Regions from separate parts of the Mus musculus genome. Here regions 2 and 3 are each linked to region 1. A link is a contact called in public Hi-C data. All regions are on one chromosome and are shown on one strand. Each heading gives the region's core, a stretch centred on a gene start, on an enhancer-like site or on the middle of the called end of the contact. The rest is flanking DNA. Distances are from core to core; before and after follow the strand shown.

What was found. A called contact is a pair of places that touch in the nucleus more often than the background predicts.
Region 2: a contact with region 1 is called in a Hi-C map of the N1E-115 cell line, with 4 times the contacts expected there. The contact joins two enhancer-like sites. A contact is called at or near these places in 9 of 484 Hi-C or Micro-C datasets (the G1E-ER4 cell line, the N1E-115 cell line, Sertoli cells and 6 more), 3 of 115 datasets of contacts at active chromatin or transcription factors (embryonic stem cells, fibro-adipogenic progenitors and pancreatic cancer cells) and 1 of 9 other capture datasets (adipose tissue).
Region 3: a Hi-C map of the N1E-115 cell line shows a contact between it and region 1, with 2.7 times the contacts expected there. The contact joins two enhancer-like sites. A contact is called at or near these places in 6 of 484 Hi-C or Micro-C datasets (the G1E-ER4 cell line, the N1E-115 cell line, Sertoli cells and 3 more), 3 of 115 datasets of contacts at active chromatin or transcription factors (T-cell acute lymphoblastic leukemia, fibro-adipogenic progenitors and pancreatic cancer cells) and 1 of 9 other capture datasets (embryonic stem cells).

What each region holds. Positions count from the first base shown.
Region 1 is chr13:97,596,985-97,600,856 of GRCm38.p6, reverse strand. No RefSeq gene overlaps it. Among named protein-coding and RNA genes, the nearest start is that of Gm34087, 24 kb to the left of the region's middle. Within about 2 kb of position 2,161, at least 36 of the 459 cell types and tissues checked have an H3K27ac peak or open chromatin away from gene starts, as enhancers often do. A contact at or near this core is called in the N1E-115 cell line, where this site is marked.
Region 2 is chr13:97,384,769-97,388,640 of GRCm38.p6, reverse strand. No RefSeq gene overlaps it. Among named protein-coding and RNA genes, the nearest start is that of Gm33447, 11 kb to the right of the region's middle. Within about 2 kb of position 1,845, at least 47 of the 459 cell types and tissues checked have an H3K27ac peak or open chromatin away from gene starts, as enhancers often do. A contact at or near this core is called in the N1E-115 cell line, where this site is marked.
Region 3 is chr13:97,406,957-97,410,828 of GRCm38.p6, reverse strand. No RefSeq gene overlaps it. Among named protein-coding and RNA genes, the nearest start is that of Lncenc1, 26 kb to the left of the region's middle. Within about 2 kb of position 2,193, at least 28 of the 459 cell types and tissues checked have an H3K27ac peak or open chromatin away from gene starts, as enhancers often do. A contact at or near this core is called in the N1E-115 cell line, where this site is marked.

The DNA.
Region 1 (3,872 bases), core at 912-3,411:
GATAAACAGAAAGGAGAAAGATGAGTCTTAATTCTGCGGTGATATGCAAGAAGATATAGCATCTAGTGTTTAGGTTCTTTGCAAAGCAGATGCCTTGGTGGATGTCTGCTATAATTTTCATACTGGTAAATCCGTGTGCTCGTGTGACTCTGAGCACCCTACGGTGGCAAAATCCCAAGGCAGCTTAGTCTCCAGGGCTTTCTGGAGAATTGTGTTGATGCATTTAGAACATCTGCATAATGCACACTTACACTATGGACCACGAAGTCACATTCAGAAGGCAGAACTCATCTCTCACCATTGCTCATCTGCAAAAAGAGGAGGAAAAATGCAAAGTATTTCTGATGAGGCAGAGGTTTCCCTTGGCCTCTTACCTGGCTGGGCTGACGATTTCTCCATCTGGTGCTGACAGCAACTTTGGCTGGTGCTGAGGTGGGGCCTGGCCCGGCTTGCTCCCTTTGACCTCCACAGTGCAAATCTCTTGAAACGATAAAGGAGCCGAGTGTGAGGCAAGGCCTCGAGCCTGGGCGGATGAATGTGCCCTACAGCTTCTCGGAGCACAGCAGGGAGATGTCTGAACAAAGCATGGAGACCTGCACTGAGGCCCTGGTGGGCTGTTCCAAGACTGCACTCCAGGATCCACCTAGACCTAGCCATTTGGTCCTGGCTATTGAAACAGAAAGGCCTATTGCTCCAGGCCATGCTGTGCTTTTGCAAAAGAGTTGCCTTGTGAGAACTCAGAATATTACTATTGGTCAGCTTGTAGATGCATGTCTGCCTTCAGATTGGTATAAAGCAACAGCCCTCAACCTGTGGGTCACAGTCCCCTTGGGGATTGAATGAGCCTTTCACAGGGGCTTAAGACCATCTGCATATCAGATATTTACATGATGATTCATAACAGCATCAGCATTACAGTTATGAAGTAGCAACAAAAATAATTTTATAGTTGGGGATCACCACCACATGAGGAACTGTATTAAAGAGGAAGACCACTGGTATGAAGCAATGGTTGAGGACCAGTTATGTCTGTGTCTGTCTTTTAAAATTCAAGAGACTGCAAAGTAGGACCACTCATGCTAGAGCTAAGAAACAGGTTTTCTTTTCTCTTTCCTTTCTTCTCCTCCTCCTTCTCTTCCCCTTCTCTTCCTCTTCCTCCTCTTCCTCTTCCTCTTCCTCTTCCTCTTCCTCTTCCTCTTCCTCTTCCTCTTCTTCTTCTTCTTCTTCTTCTTCTTCTTCTTCTTCTTCTTCTTCTTCTTCTTGTCTTTTTTTTATGATGGGTTCTCACTCTCTTGCTCAGGCTGGCCTTGTACTCATGTTCTTCCTGCTTCCGTTTTCTGAATGTCAGCATGATTTTAAGAGCCAGCGTGCCCACTGGGTCTGTGCTTTTGTTATCATTCTGAATGTGAGAAGAGAATTCAGACTTGCAAGAAGGGGTTGGCACACTCAAGGGGACAGAGTGTGGGAATTGTCAGGAGAAAGTCCCCACCTCCATGTGCTCTGAAGGATGTGAGGCAAGCTTACACAATATCTCATATTCCAGTCCCAGAAGGGAGGCGGTCACACTGTGTAATATTTCCAGTTACGTTCAAGAAACAGCCTGGAATGATCAGAGCCATAACTCTTGACTGCAGCAAATGGAAGGGTGGGGTGAAGGGAACCACGCAAGAGTAATTAGGCAGCCGGTGACCGTGGCTCTGAACCTGCTGGCCCTGCTAAACAGAACATAAATTTTTTTAAGGGCTACAGTGGGCTCTGTGCAGCACAACTTTGATATCTGAGATGCAATTAGACTTTGCCCTTATGAGGAATCAACTAAAAGCTTGCAAAATACCCCTGTTACTCTGGCGTGTTGTTTTCCCAGGCCAGTGTGCACACTGCTTCCTTGTGGCCCCCACAGTGCGTGACAGTCATTTGTGGGTCTTCTCTGGAGGCATCGGCCTCCTGGTACACCAGGGACTCCATACAGACAGTGAAAATAATTTGACCACTTGCTGCTTCCCAGTCACTCAAGGGTGATATTGAATCTGGAGCAGTTAAGACTCCCTAGAGAAATGAAGCGGAGAGATAAAAGTCTTTGCTAGGCCCTACAGGATTCTCTGCTTTCAAGCATCTTGGTGTTTTAGAAGCCTCTCCTTTGCTCCTGTTTCATGACATTTATCTTAGTGTTTGAGCAGACACGTGGAAGATACGATCTGCATGGGGATTTCCGCTGGAAGCAAGTCCAAAGCAGCGGCGGCGCCTGCATTCCCAGAATACACTGTTCTCTTTTGCCCTTTCTTCAGATCATCCCAGACTGGAACATCTTGCTGCTGAGCATCAGGAAGGAAAGGAGGAAGAAAGATTGAAGTGGGGAGGGTGGAGAGAGAAAGAGGAAGGGAGGGAGGGCTAGGAGATCCATATGTAAGACAAGATAAATGTTACTTATTTATGCCTCGTCTTTATTCCTTGTCAAATGGAGATCGCATCCAAAACTCAGCCACAGCAAGTCCTATAGGAGAAGGAAGCAGTGTCAGTTCTCAGGACCAGGGCAGCTTTGGCATCTAAAAAATGCTTCTATCCTCTAGCTAAAGTGCCTGGCTCCCCATTACCAAACACCTAGCTTCTAACTATTCCAACAAAACTGATTTTCAAGGTTTCCGTGAACCTTCCATCCACAGATGGGAGAGGTAACTGGTTAGGAGCACAGGCTCTCAAGCCGGCCTCCCCGTTTTCACCTATCAACAATGCCACATAGCCACTGGGCAGCTTTCTGTGCTCTGGTCACCTCACCTACAAACTGTGGACACAAATCACATCAACTTAACAGTTCTTTTCATTAAATGTGAATGTATGCGAAGAAATTCAAGAGTACTTGATGCAAAATACTCAATAATTATTAACTACTCTTGTTACTGCTTTTTATTTCACGTGGGATTATCTGGTTCCCATCTGTTGGTAACTCATTTCCTCGGGGTGGTGTTTCTTTGGCCATAGATTCTTCTAATTTAAAACCATATCTTATCATCTGTCCTTTAAGGTAATATTTAAGGCCCAATTCTTTTCTTTAATTCCTCCCTTCCCAGTTGCATGCTAACGAATGCATTATCAAAGAGGTAAAAATGAGAGCAAATAAAAAATGTGAGCAAATAAAAACGGAAACCTAGCTCCATAGTAGAATGCAGGTTTGGCACATGAGAGGCTCTTGGTTTCATCTTGAGCACAAAGAAATTAAAAATAACATGTGTGACCTCCCTGACTTCTGGAATCATGGTGTAGAGAAGGGAGGTATCTTTAGTCACTCTTGCTGTGAAGAGACACCATCACCAAGGCAATTCTTGCAATTGTAGGCTAGCTTACAGTTCAGAGGTTTAGCCCATTATCATCATGGTGGGGGAGCAAGGTGACAGGCAGGCAGGCATGGTGAAGTAATTTGAGAGCTATAACTTAATACACAGGCAGAGGGAGACAGACAGACAGACAGACAGACAGACAGACAGACAGACAGAGGAAGTGCATGAGGGAGAGCAATACTGAGCTTGGCAAGGGTTTTGAAACCTCAAAGCCCATACCCAGTAAGAAACTTCTTCCAATCCTCCAACAAGGCTGCACCTATTGCAACAAAGGCCACACCTCCTAATCCTTCTCAAACAGTGCCACTACCTACTGACTAAGTGTTCAAATATATGATCGAGCCTGTAGGGGGGCATTCTTATTTATACCACTGCCTGAGGGCTGGTGTTTTGAACAGTGTGTGTAAAGAAAGAAGGAAATGAAAGAAAGGGGGAGGCAATCTCAAGATTCCCAGGTCAAAGAATGACATGGACCAGTGGATGCCACTAAGTCAAGCATGCAGAGTGAAGTATTAGGGCAATGACAGAAGCATCTAAGCC
Region 2 (3,872 bases), core at 596-3,095, 210 kb after region 1:
GGACCAATGAAGCGGTTCAGCCAGTAAAAAGGGCTTGCTGCTCAAACCTGGCGACCTGAGTTCAATGCCCCGATCCCACAGTGGAATGTGAGAACTGAGTCCTGAAACTCATCCCCTGACCTCTACGTGCACAGTCTGCTAAGAACACCTGAACATAGGCACACAAGTACACAAGCAAGTGCACACACACACTAATATACACAAGAATAATAATAAAAATTTAGAAATATTCTGAAATCATAAAATTAAACATTACTGTAAGTTCTGTTCACTCAATATTTTAAATTATGCTGTTGGGGAGGGGAAGAGAAAATAGTTGGAGACCTGGTTCTTAGGCTTTTGTAAGTTCTACTTTTACATGGGTCCTAGGTACCCAGGGCCATAAACACCGGGAATTCATGACAAAGGTCAAGACAAGCCAGTCTTAGCCCCGTTGTTTTTCTTCCTGGCTCAGTTAAACAATATTTGGAGCAAAATCTCTGCTACAGTGTGTCCAGAAATAAGGCTGTACCCTATTCCACCATTATGGAATAGCTCCAGAAAGCAGGTCTGTGGATATTTTACATTAGAAGAAGACAAGCCAAGAGAGGATGTCAGATGCTGAAGACCAGAGAACCAGGCATTGCTAAATCCCAGATAAATCTTCTCAGTCCAACCCAGGCTGCTTTTCTTCACCTGCATCCCAGAGACTGTCTCTAAAAGCTGGAGGTCAAATCTTCTTCAAACTATAGCTGGCATCACTCTTGTTTGCCTTTGGTTTCTATCTAACCCATTACTTTCCTGTTCACTCACATGTACAGCAATAGTAACACCTCCGGGGCGGTTTGTTTGTTTTTCGATATGTAATCCTCCACCCCAACAAGTTAGGAGAGCTGTTAGGGTGGGACTAGGGCTCTGATGTCTCAAGTGCCACTGGTGTGACCTTAGTGTGCAGCCGGGTAGAGAACCACTCAATTAAGAACCATCAGAAGCCACTGACTCTAACACTGTACATCAATGTCATCTCCCTGGTCCCCAAACTCCAGTGCTCACCAAGACCACACAGAAGTCCTAGTTCAATATGTTCACTGAGAAGAGTCATATTCCAGCAAGACTTGACTGTGGGTGGAAGCATTTGTATCTGTATTTCATATAGGTGTTTTGCCTGTACATAGGCATGTGCGCTATATACATATACACATATAAAGCCACAGAGCCAGAAGAAGGCATCGGATCCCCTGGAACTGGGACTTACAGGTTGAGTTGTCAATGTAGTTGCTAGAAATTAAACCCTGGTCCTCTTACCCACTGAGCCACCTCTCCAACCCCTTCGTGTAATTTTGTACAAGATAGAAAACATTACTTATTTGTTTTTGAGATTTTTGAGCACGTTTAAATTGCACAAAGCAGGGATAGGGGCATAACTCTGAGGAAAAATGGTTGCCTGGCATGCAGGAGGCCCTTGCTTTTATCTTCGGCCCCACAAAAGTAAAAACTAGTTAAAACTGCAAAAACCAGAAGCTGGGGGGATGCTGGAGGCATCGAAACCATAGCAGCCTCAGCACCACATAAGCAGACAGAGCTGGAGGGGTGGGGAGGAGGAAGGGGGCCTGGCAGCCTCTTCTGCACTGCACTCACATGCATGCACCCACACTCCAAACCCACGTATACACATAATTAAAAACAAAAGGTGAAGTCATTCTCAAAACCCTGTAAGAGTCTATCACATGGAGATGTAACTAGCTATACCTCGGCTCTTTGCAACCAGTGTTGGGCATTTCTACAGCTCTGTCTTCACAGAGTGTAGAGAGCATCTGTGAGAGTCTGCAAACAAGGACAGCTTGGAAGGGGGGTAAGCAGGTGGAGAGGCTCAGCACTGTCACTTTGATGCAGTTAGTCCCTCATGCTGCAGTGGCCATCACCCACAAAGTTATTTCCTGTACCTCGTGACTGTAACTCTGCTACTGTTGTGAGTCATAATGTAAATATTTGATATGCAGAGTATCTGATACTTGACTCCCATAGAAGAGTTGTTCTACCCTCAAAGGGGTCACAATCCACAGGTTGAGAACCACGGGTCTAGGAGTTCTACTTCCTGGGTGCTGGGGAGCACTTGGCATCTGCAGGCTTCTGATACTCACATGTGTAAATGTTTTCCTTTGTACTACATATCTTACATGATTTACTTAAGGAATCTCTTCCTGTCTCAAGGTCTTAAAATTTTGGTCAATTAAGTTACACTTTTGCAGTGAGCAAAAGGTACCAAAATGGAGACAATAAAATAAAATAAAATACATATATTAAAAAAAAGGTCTTTCACTTTTTTGTCCTAAAATTTTCTTAGTTATGATTTACATATTTAGGTTTTGGTCCACTTATATACTACTCTCTCTCTCTCTCTCTCTCTCTCTCTCTCTCTTACAACTCTCCCCCTCTCCTCTGTCTCTACCAACATAACCATGTTTACAGTGGTTAACCCTGGGTTGTAATTTTACTTCTGTAACATAAAAAGTCTGATGCAAATATAGAACTTCTAAAATAAAGATAATGGGGGATGGGGGAGTACCTTAAGTTTATTCCAGAAGCACAGATGAGTAGAAGCCAAGTTGACAGGCGACAGGGTAAGTAATAAATAATATGATCTGATGTGATAAGATATTCAAGATACATGTTTGCAACCCTGGAAACATCTGTTGGAAAGCAAGACACTCAGCCTTGCTACGTTTTTAGGTGTGACTTTTTAGTGTCTCTGAGATAAACATACAAGCAAACACTTTGCCTAACACACACATATCACACACACACATATACCATATACACACACCACACACATACCACACACACCCACTCTGGGAACCAAGGCTGGCACCTCAACAGAGGCTGAGCGAGCCTGAGCACAGACGTGGTCAGGGCGTGGCAGCCACAGCACATGGGCCGTGCTCTGATAGTGGCCGAAGTCTGAAGTCCACGTGACACCAAGAGGGAAAATCTCACTCTTCTCATTTCGGAGACCCTGGCTGAAAGTGCCATGGGCAATGAGTGGTCTCTGGAACACGCCACAGCTCTCACCTAACAATGCTTTCCTGTAGTTGATACAACTGTATGGATACAATGGTCACCCCTCTAGTTCAAGAGAAAAGATGGACTGTCTCCACTTTTAAGCAACCAACATAGTATTAAAAAAAAAAAAGGCCACATTAATTATTCAGGAACCTCCTGTTCAGATGATATAATAGAACAGGCTGATCATAATGGAATTTATTATCCAGTTCCAAAGAAAGGATTGGCTGTTCTGATGGTGCTGAATTACTCTTCACTTTCCTGTTATTAGCATACTGGTAAAACTGGCCAATAGGTTCTCCCAGACTAAACAAGTCCCTGCCGGAGGAACAATGGCTTTCTTCTCTAGTTGATCAGGATTATGAACCTGGACCTCGAGCTGAGTATGATGGCAAACACTGTACTCATGGCACTTGGGAGGCTGAGGTTAGACCGACACTCATTTCAAGGCCAACCTGGACTGCATAGGGAGTCTCGGGTCTTCCAGGGCTGCACAGTAAGACTTTACATTAGAATAAAGTGGCAAAAGGTACCTTGGCAACACGGAAAGGTAAGCTGCGGGTACTGAGATGCTGAGAGGCAGGCTGGTGAAGAAAGAGCCTGGTTTATAACACCTTATCTCCAAAATATCAAACCAGGGGGTGAGGAGACAGCTCAGTGGGTAAAGATGCTTTGCCACCAGGCCTGACAGATGGAATCCAATCCTCAGAATCCACATAGTGGAAGGAGAGACCAGCTCACGCAATCATCCTCTGGCCCCACATAAGCACACCAAATGCATATATACAGAGAGAGAGGGAGAGAGGGAGAGAGAGAGAGAGAGAGAGAGAGAG
Region 3 (3,872 bases), core at 944-3,443, 190 kb after region 1:
AACAAGCAGATGCAGCACACAAGCTCGGTAAGTTCCCCTGCAGCCTTAACAGTCAAGCTCTATACAAGTACAAATGACTTCATAACCACCACCAACAAAAACTAAGCATGTGTGCCCCAGCCGGAGGGTTAGCAGAATCTGTGGCCGACTGTAGCCAAACTTAGACTTTAATGTGGGGTTCCTTTTACAGTTGGTTTTGGAATATAATCAAAACCCAAAAGGAAGTGAGATTCCAATCCCTAAGTAGGTCCAGCCATCATTTTTTTTTTAAAGTACAAAAGATAAATTTGCAAGCCTCAAGGGTAGAGGGAGATATGATGGCTGTACCAGCAAAAAGGCTACATGGGACTGGTTAAAGAGGCAAAACCCTAATGCCAGGCTCTGAGATGCCAGCCAATTACACAGCCAGACCTCCGGGGGACATCCAGACCAAGCTCCAGCTTCCTCGTGGACACTAGTGGCTGCCATGCTACATAGAGCCATTCAGAGCCAGGGCACACAGGCCCTGGGCTACGCAGCCTCTGCCTTATGCTATAAAAAGCAAGCTGGCCCCAGACCAACCAGAAGCATCAGCATTTATCAGAGCATTGATGGGCTTTCAGACGCAGAAAAGTCTTGTTCTCTGAATGGGGGCCAGGAGGATCAGGTCTTTAAACAATATGGCACAGCTTGAGGACCTGCCTGGGGTGTCTGGGAGTTAAAATAATCAAAACCAATGGTAATAATGCGCCCAGGAAGCAGCTCTACAATGCAGATCCCCCACTCAGTAGTTAGCCCACTAATGACATTAGCTGGTATGAAATACAAATAGGAGAAAAACAATCTAAGCCAATTATACTGATTATGCCGCTGACATCAAAAGGTACAGCAGATGAAGCTGAATTTCCATATATTAATATTTAAGCCAGTATCCACTGCAAAGTAACACACATAATGAAGGCCCACTAGATTTCAGTACACACTGCTAAAAATCTCTAATCAAGCAAAAAAAAACAATTTTCTAAATGATAATTAGCAGTAATCATGTTCTTTAAGTGCAGAGTATTATAAAGTACAAACTGATTTTTTTTTTTAATGTGAATAGCAAAATTCCTTGTACTGGCAGTAGCATGACAGATGTAAGGGCAGAGGCTCCCAGCTCTGATTTAAGTGCCTCTCCAGTCACGAGAACAGTTGCATCTGTGATTGGGATGATCAAAAAGTGCATTGCCGATTATCAAAGACAGTCTTGACTAGGTGGAGTGCTCTACTTGAGGCAGAGGAGGGAGGAGTCAAGAGAAGGAGGAGGCAATAGAAGTAGAAGGAGGGCTTAACCCCTTACTTCCTAAGGTATTTTGCTGAAACAAAGTACAGGTCTAGCCAAGCCTTGAGCTGGCGTTGTTTTTTATCGCTCGGTGGGTATAGCAGCTGTGCAAATGCCGTCCACATGGGGCAAGACGAAATTCCTGCCAAGTGAGCGAGGAGAAATGTGAGCTCCATTTGCTTTACTGCCCATGCTCCTGTGAGGAGTTGCATAAAGGGAGAAAGTAGCTAATTAAAGCAACAATATAGACCCCACTCCGGGCGAGTATGCACCCATTCACATGATGTTTGAGACTCCTGGTACTGAGATACTGGGTAAGAACAAAGCCAGGCGTGTACACGCCACGAAATCACGGACGCCACTGTAATTGTCTTGTGCTGTCCACAGATGTGCTCATCAGCTGTTCCCCCATCGTGACCAACGCCTTGGTGATCAGCTTCCGAAGAGAAGAGGCCTCTTTTGGCTCTCAGTTTCTGAGGTTTCAGCCCGAGAGCCACTTGGAGATATGGCTTTTAAGCCTTGGTAATGAGGCAGCATGTGGGAGAGTGGAACAAAAGAGCTTCAACGTCCAGAAGGAGAGAGGACGAGGCAGGAGCTCTACCAAGGCCTCTGAGGACCAATGACCTGAAGCGCTCCTGCTAGGCTCCGCCTCCTAAGGTTCTATCACCTCCCAGTAGTCCCATGCTGCCCTCAGACAAAGCATGGACCTTTGAGGACATTTCAGACCTAAATGCTGTCAGCACAGAGCTCATTATGTCTTTTAATTCTTTGAAATGTGAAGAAAAAAATGCTTCTACTGTCTGGGAGGAAGGATGGTACAGAATAAGTGAGTGACGTTCTTAGAATCCTGTGGCCAACCCCAAAGTGGATATACAAGAGCAAAGTGATTCCTGTCGCAGTGATGGTGTGACATTTCAGATAAGCTAGAAGTGGCACGCAGCCAAGGCTTGAGCGCCCTGGCAGAGAAGCAGTTCCTGTGTAATTCTCAGTGTTTCGATCTGAATTATCATCACACCAGCAAAGTGCCCTTAATAACCTGTGAGAATACAGCTGTGTCTCATGGTTGGTTGCACCATCACCACCAACGTCCTTTTAAAAACTCGAAATTCAATTAATCTAAAAGCTTTAGATACGATAAGGTTTGGATTCATTCATACAATACCAAGCATCGAATCGACTCTTTGTCCTTCAGCAGTCCTGGGAATCTGGCAGAAATCTTAAGAAAAACCCTAGTGCCTAAAACCTGCAAGACTAGAAACTCACCATCACTAAATCTAAAGTACGTAGCTACAAATGGGTCAAATGTATGTTCTATGTATTTTATCACAATAAAACATGGAGACATAATTTGCAAAAAGTTATACTTCAGGCTGAAAATGTTAATGATAGTAATAACAGTAGTTAAAAGAAGTAACTACAACATAGAATGTAGAAAGTGTTTCAGAGTTTTATCAATTTTTTTAATATTGTTTACTTTGGGGGGGGGCACACAAGTGCCATGGTGCAGACGTGGAGGTCAGAGGACAACTTGCAATAATCCATTCTCTACTTCCACCATAAGGGACAAAAATCGAACTCTGGTTGCTAGGTTTGGCAGCAAACACAGCCAGCATCTTTACCCTCACTGGCCCACAATGCACCTTTACCCTGATTGGCCCACAAAAGGGAATTTCAAATAGCATTTTGCTCTTGGATTTTCTTTCCCTTTATTTTCTTTTCTAAATGAGCCAATAAAGCCAGTTGTTGATGGCACAGTTAAAACTCCCTTTCACACAGCTACTATGTTGCTAGCAGCTCCTTCTAACCTGTGGGACGCTGAGTCTTTTAGCATTGCAAATTGCTTTGCTTGCTACCTAGTTTTCACCAGTCCTTAGCTGATGTCCTGCTGTCTGCCTCTAGCAGACACTGAGAAAGAGCAAGAAGCAGGAGCAACAAATGACTTTATAGAGTTCAGGGAGAAGCAGCTGCTTTAGATGAGAGGAATCTTCCCGACATTGGGATTGGGAGGTAAAATTGCAAGGGAACTGTGGGCTAAAACGAGAATTCAAAACGAGGTACTAATAACAACCTGTCTAGTCTATGGAAATCTGGTATTCTATACAGATTTACTCTCAATCTGAATATTTTTTAAGCATTAGCTTAAAAATGAAAATGGACCAAAGGTCTTCAAAAGCCTTATTTTGCACAAAATTGCTCAGAATAACAATTCGCAAAAGAAAAGGCCATTTACAATCCCTGACTATTCACCGAGCATCTCTGATTCGTTCAGCAATTTTCTGGCCATTGTAGGTAATAAGATGAAATTGACATGTCCTAGTTCCTCGAGGAATATACCTTCCTTTCAGAAGTCAGAACCCACCTCCATTCCCCCCCAACCCCTCCCGCACACAAGCCTTTACTGAGATAAGACTGTGTGTGCATCAGGGAGCTGAAGAAACGGCTCAGTGCATAAAGCATTTACTGTACAAGTGTGAGAACTAAGTTTAGATTCCTCAGAAACCACATAAAGCTTGGGTGTGGTAGCACGTGTCTGTAACCCAAGCAAACCTATGACCAGATGGGAGGTGGA